2 separate regions of the Zea mays genome follow, and region 2 is linked to region 1. The links are chromatin contacts, called in public Hi-C maps. All regions are on one chromosome and are shown on one strand. The core of a region is the stretch at or near the end of the contact, and the rest is flanking DNA. Distances in the headings are between cores, read along the strand shown.

Region 1 (3,176 bases), core at 379-2,878:
TTCCTTAGAAAAACAAGATCAGCGAGTAAACATGTTCAAACGTCGGGTTGGGTTCGGGTTGGGTGATTTGGCACGCCTCGCGTCTGACCCGTGCATAGTGTCGAGTCAGATCAGGTTGGTCCGTGCCTCCCTGTCGAAGGCGTCGAATCGGGGTTTTTAGGGTTGGATCAGGTTTTGGCTTTGGGTAGGGTTTTGGGTTAAAAATCATGGCTCGTACCCGACCCATAGATTGTTGCGGGTCAAAAAATGGCCCGTACCCGCCCGTCGTATTGATCGGGTCGGATTTGGTCTGGTTTTTCGGACGGGTTGGGTTGGTCGGATCGGATGACCCATGATCAGGTCTATCAACAAGACAAAGTAAAACTGCATGTGGCCACATTACCTGTTGGATTTATAGACTTGGCCCAATTGAGAAATTCAATTAGATCCTAGGAAAATGACAAAAGGCCACGTATGGCAAGGGAATGATGGAACCAGATAAGAATTTGAGTCCTTATCGGATCACGATCAGAACGGATCCCAAGCTTATCGGTTCGTGGACGTGGCCCTATATAAGGCGCCAGCCAGCCCTTGCCACAAGGCATCCTAACCTAAGTTAAGTTTTCGCCTCTGCTCACAATTGTGTTGTCATCGTACTACTCTTCATCCCGAGCGTCGACGTGCATCTGCAATCGAGAGAGCAGTTCTCAGGAACTCATTCATCGCCTTTGAGATCCTACACTGGGAGAGGTGAATAAGATTTTTGGAAAGCATCTTCACGTGACTGCTCGCGTTCTTCTCGTCGACCCTACCGCCGACGTCGTCGACCCTTCTGCTTCGACGCATGTCCTCTACCAGTACGTCTAATCAGTACGCATTATTTGATCTAATCTCTGTTATGTTAGATATGGTAGAGGTGTGCTGCCTTTTTTATTAGACTGTTAATTAACCTATTAGGTTAATTGTTGTAGAACAAACACCTGATTATTTATTGTTGGTTATGATTTATATTCGAATTTTAATATAGAAAATATCTAATTATTGAATATTACCATAAATCCCTCGAGGGAGCCGCCCAAATAGGCCGACCAGGCCGATCAAGATCCGTCCCCCCTGGCGAAATAGACGCTCACCTGAAGGGCAGGGCCTCCTGGAGCACGTCCATGGTGTCGAAGGAGGAGCCCTTGTACGGGCTCTGCACCTCGCCGTCGTCGCTCTCGACCTCATCGCCGTCCCACTCCCGCTGCGTCGCCTCTGCGGGGATGTCGCTGTCCCGCTCCACCGTAGACGAGCCGCTGCGGCAGGGCGATTCCGCCAGCGAGGCCGCGCAGCCGCAGTCGGCGACGAGGCCGAACCAATGGCCGCGGTGGCCGCCGCCGCCCAGCCCGCGCCCGCTCTCCATTGCGATCGATATGGCTCGCGCCCTCCCGTGGCCTTGCCAACGGAAGCCGACGCCTTCGCCGCCGCCGCCGCCGTCTCTTCTTTCTTCCGCTCTCTCTCTCTCGCACGCGCACGGGAATAACCGAAAGAGCGGGGGAGGCGAGCAGCCGAGCACCGATGGCGACTACTCCTTTTTATAAGGAGGCACGAGCTGGGAAAAAATGTGAGCAGTTTTTTTCGGTCTTTTTTTTTCATTCTCATTTGTTTCTCATTTGTTTACGTACCATCATTTAGACTTCCCTTATGCTATCTTCAACCTCTTAACTATTCTCGTAGCTATATTTAATTTTACATTGTAAACAATACAGTCTATAATACATAACAAATATCTTAATTGGCTCTCATTTATGATGTACTTCTTCGTTTCGTTTTAGTTGTCGTTGAATAGTGGAAAATTAAACTATCCTGCGACAACTAAAAATAAAAAGAAACGGAGCGGTATTTGGTTGACGAGCGGAGGAGGATGAGTGGTTCGTGGAGCCTTAAGATACCAATATAGATGTCCAAACGGGCCACCCGGCACGGACCCGGCCCGAACCCGTTTCGGCCCGGTACGAATAGGGCCGGGCCAGGCACGGCCCGTTGATGCTTCGGGCCGGGTCGGGCTGGCCCACGTGCCTAGAGACATGCCCAAACCCGGCACGCATAGGGAAAAATCGTGCCGGGCCGGCCCGTTGGCCCGATGGGCCTCAACGGACCGGGCCGGGCACTGGCCCGAACCAACAGTAGAACGGTATATAAATACATATATTTAACATAATTAATCATATATAATAACATATTATTTATATATATTAAGACAACAAAATATTTATGTATACATTTTATATTTATGTATGCATTTTATATATGTTTGGCCGCGTATTTAGTATTTACATACTACGAGAGATTTACATATTTAGTATTTACATAAATATGCGGGCCGCCGTCGTGCCGACCCATTTATCGTGCCGGGCCGGGCCAAAGCACGCGGGCCGCCGTATGTGCCCATACCCGGCCCGCTAAACGGGCCGTGCCGGCTCGGGCCCGTAACCGACCGTGCCGGGCCTTGTTTGGACCGGGCTAAATTCGTGCCGTGCCACGGGCCAAACGGGCGGCCCGCACTGTTTGGACATCTATAGATACCAATATACTAGAAATATCTCCTCCATCCGGCCGCCGCCGCGAGGAGCTTCGTCGCCGTCCATTGAGTCAGGTGAATCCATCGTCGCCTCATCTCCTTCCTGGCCGCCCCCCTCTTCTCCTCCCTCGTCGGCCCTTTTTTCCTCCACCGGTTCTACTTCTGCCGCCGCCCCCTTTCCTCCTCCACGTCGCCAGCAGATCTACACTGCGCTCCTCCCTTCATCAGATCAGCGCGGTATGGGGTGTATGATGCATGTCGTAGGTACCTTGGAGAGAGGAAGCAGTTTGGAGTAGCACTGGCCGTCACGTTCCAACTGAATATTTTGCTGATGCAGTACCATGTATCACTTCCGTGAGGCTGCATCAGTTTGGAGTATCACTGGCCGCCTACCTTGGAGAGAGGAAGCTCGTCAGGATGCTGGGCAACATTCTGGCCATGTGGCTTCTCGGCTGGCGCCTCTGCAAGCTGCACGGTTCCAGCAATATCTGGTCAGCTGGTTTCCGTTCTGGTTCGCTCGCGAGAACAGAACGCTTCTTCTGTGATCCGTTCTGCATCTAAATAAAAACTAGAGTGACTATATTCTAATTACCAAATATAGAATAGAATGGATGCGTTCTTAGAGCATCTCCAAGAG
Region 2 (3,176 bases), core at 452-2,951, 71 kb after region 1:
TCGATGTCGCTCCAGGATTCACATTCACACAGAAACAACCCCCAGGGGCCACCACCCAACCTCACCGCGCAGCACCAGGCAGCCAAATGCCCAAATCACAACACAAACCCCACCTTCCCCCCAGACGACCGCAAGAGATCCCGCATTCGCTGCTCTGGCCGCCATTCCACAAACCAAAAGCGCCGCGCGCTGGCGGGATGGTGACCGTCGTGCTCGTGCCGCGCCGCCTCACGCTGCGACGGGGCTAGATACGAGGCCTAGGACTCCGCGCTTCCCTTATCGGGGAGACTTTTGGATTATAAAACACGGTAGATTTGGATTCGTCGAAACGGAGGCGTCGGCGAGGATTTCGACGATATGGAAATACAGAGAACACGAAGCCGCTGATATAGACTCACAATCGTTATTAGCCGTTGAGGAGAACCATTAATCATGCTCCGTCGCTGTCCGTCCGCGCGCCGTTTTCTTCTCCCGTCAGAACCGGTGTCGCCGCCCCTATGTGGTCGTCGGCGGCGGAGGTGGAGTCCGGTGGCGATGTGGGCGGCAAGCTGGTGCACTTTGATGGGCCGCTGGCGTTCACGGCCGACGACCTGCTGTGCGCCACCGCCGAAATCATGGGGAAGAGCACCTACGGCACGGTACCCTGTGAGCGCGTCGAAGCCGTTGATGGGCGCGGCCGTCAGCTTGCGGAGGCGCCGGTGCTCGTCGTGCGGCATCGCCACGAACGACCGCGGCCCGACCAGCGCCACCGTCGCCTTGGGCCACCCCGTCACGAACGCGTCCTCGTCCATCAGCACCTGCTTGCACGCCTCCGCCGTCGTCATCAGCACCGTCAGGCTGCTGAACATGAAGCCTTGGTACACGCCCGTGCGAGTGCGACCGAACCTGCAATTAATGGTGCATCCAGGTCAGATGGTCTGGTTGCCTGTCTATCTGACTGTTCGTCTGTTTGATCAGCACAACTGATTAATGGTGATGAGCGAGCTCTTGCTTAATCTGCCTTAATAAGCTGTTTCAGTTCCAGACTTTGCAGCAGCCATTCAGGGCGGGCAAAGGCAAAAAACGACAGCATCCATCCATTGAGACTGCGAGGAGGAGCAAGCGAGTGAGCAACACGTATCATACATAGGCCCATCTGAACAGGAGGGTTCTTCGTACCACATAAATCTAGCTCAGAGAGAGAGATAGATAGATGTTCAGAACATCACGCACGGTGTTTAGTGTTTACTAGGAGCATCGAGCATGTATCCAGGAAAGGGAGACTGTCAAAGAAGGCGTCGGGCTTGCCGGACTTGAAGGCGCGGAGGAAGGCCCACATGCCGCCGACCAAGGGCCACCCCATCTCCCCCGGCGGCAGCCGCGCCGCCGCCTCCCTGTACCACCCGTGCGCCCTCCGCGCCGCGGCGTCCACCACCACCAAAGCCACGCCGCCGACCAGCACCACCTCAGCCGCCTCCCTGTACCACCAGTGCGCTCTCCTCGCAGCGGCATCCGCGAGCACCAACGCCACGGCCCCGAGCAGCACCGCCGCGGCCGTCCCTACACCCAGCATCCCGGCCGATTGAGGGGGTATGGATGGGAATGGAACGATGGACGATGCTGTTCGACCTGGAGCTGGTGCGCGACGCTGCCGCCGGGACGGCCGCGGACGAGCAGCTCATGGACACGCTGAAGCTCGCGCTGCACTGCGTCGACCCGGTGGAAGAGAAAAGAGAAAGGATGGAGACGAGTCACGGCGTTAGATGCAGCAGCTTAATAGCCCGTCTCTACGCATAAAAAGATTTTGAGTCTATTGATTTTTATAAATCTGTCGCGTTTTATAATGTCAAAAATCTCTTGTCCGGGCGCCGCAGCTTGGCGTGGAGTGATGGTCGCTTTCTCGCCGGATTTGGGAGCAAATCCAATTCAAGGGGGGACTAGACTTGGTAGCGGTACCGGACTGTGTTGAACAACGTGCTCTAAATTTTATTCCTAAAGGCTAGTTTGAAAAGCACATTTTTTTCCAAGGATTTTAATTTTTCTAAATAAAATTAATTCATTTTTTCTTGAAAAAATAGAAATCACATAGAAAAATAAAGTTCCTAAACTAACTCTAAAAAATATTCTTCGTCATTTACAGTACACTTTAAAAGATTATGTCATCTATATATATTCACCGTCTCCAACAATATCCTCTAAATTTAATCTTCTATATCTTATATTATATATTTTCTCAACAATATTAATATCAATTTTAGAACCCATATTTTTTAACAAAATATTGTCTATATAGCAAATCATTTTAAACATATATTAATAAATATGTCATTTTCATATCTTCATTGGCTTTCTTTTTTATCGGTCCTTGATGTTGTGCGGTAAAATATCCCCTTCTCTCCTTGCGTTGCTTTGCTTCCTATTGTCGGAGTGGTGACCTGCTGGTGCTGCCCCCAGTTGCTGGTCGTGTTGTGCAGCAGCAAGGTGGTGGAAGAGAGCATGGGGATTGAGGTTGTCATCAAGGCGGCGGAGATCGAGGATACCATTGCTCCCAAAGTTCCAGCGCTACGCCCATGGTTCAGTGTTTTGCAGGTGGCGCCGACGCAGGAAGGTACGCTGCTAGACCCGCCTAGCTCCGGGAACCTTTTCGCGACGGACTCGACTGCACTTGTCGGGCTCCAACCCGTGGCGTGGAATGCGCGAGGGGAAGCTTCCACCCCGGCGGCGCGGGAGGGAGAGAGAGTGACGTATCGCGAACTCCAAGAGGAACTCCACATTTAGGGCTAGTTTGGGAACCCTATTTTTCCAAGAGTTTTTTCCTTGAGAAATTGGAAATCTCACGGAAAAATGGGGTTGTCAAACTAGCCCTTAGAGTGTCAAACGACGCACGCTAATTTTACTGGTCTTGCATTGTTGGATAGATAAAGTAGCTCGGCACCCTCCAAATTTAGGGGCCAGAACTATATACCGCTCCTTGTTAGAGACAGTCTTAGTGCATGTACATCTTATCTTAGGGGTATCAAGAAGTTAAATGTAAAAAAAATAAGAGACAATATCTTGGTGAATAAATATCTCTAGCACGGTTCTCTAAATCTAGATACAATTCTACTAATACAACCCACGTGAAAGGGAATTAGGCTTACACCTAGTTCCTAAATAGTTTTGGTGGTTGAATCGCCCAACACAAACAATTGGACTAA

The links. Hi-C and Micro-C count contacts between places; a contact is called where the count stands out from the background.
Region 2: a contact with region 1 is called in a Hi-C map of leaf, with 4 times the contacts expected there. The contact joins the enhancer-like site here to the promoter of LOC103654204 in region 1. A contact is called at or near these places in 2 of 25 Hi-C or Micro-C datasets (ear and leaf).

What each region holds. Positions count from the first base shown.
Region 1 is chr4:181,787,350-181,790,525 of Zm-B73-REFERENCE-NAM-5.0, forward strand. LOC103654204 reads right to left here and starts at 1,629. Exons shown (of 2, transcript XM_008681036.3): 1 at 1,113-1,629. The coding sequence starts at 1,381.
Region 2 is chr4:181,858,705-181,861,880 of Zm-B73-REFERENCE-NAM-5.0, forward strand. It overlaps the pseudogene LOC103654207. Among protein-coding and RNA genes, the nearest start is that of LOC100193828, 51 kb to the right of the region's middle. Within about 2 kb of position 1,702, at least 10 of the 20 cell types and tissues checked have an H3K27ac peak or open chromatin away from gene starts, as enhancers often do. A contact at or near this core is called in ear and leaf, where this site is marked.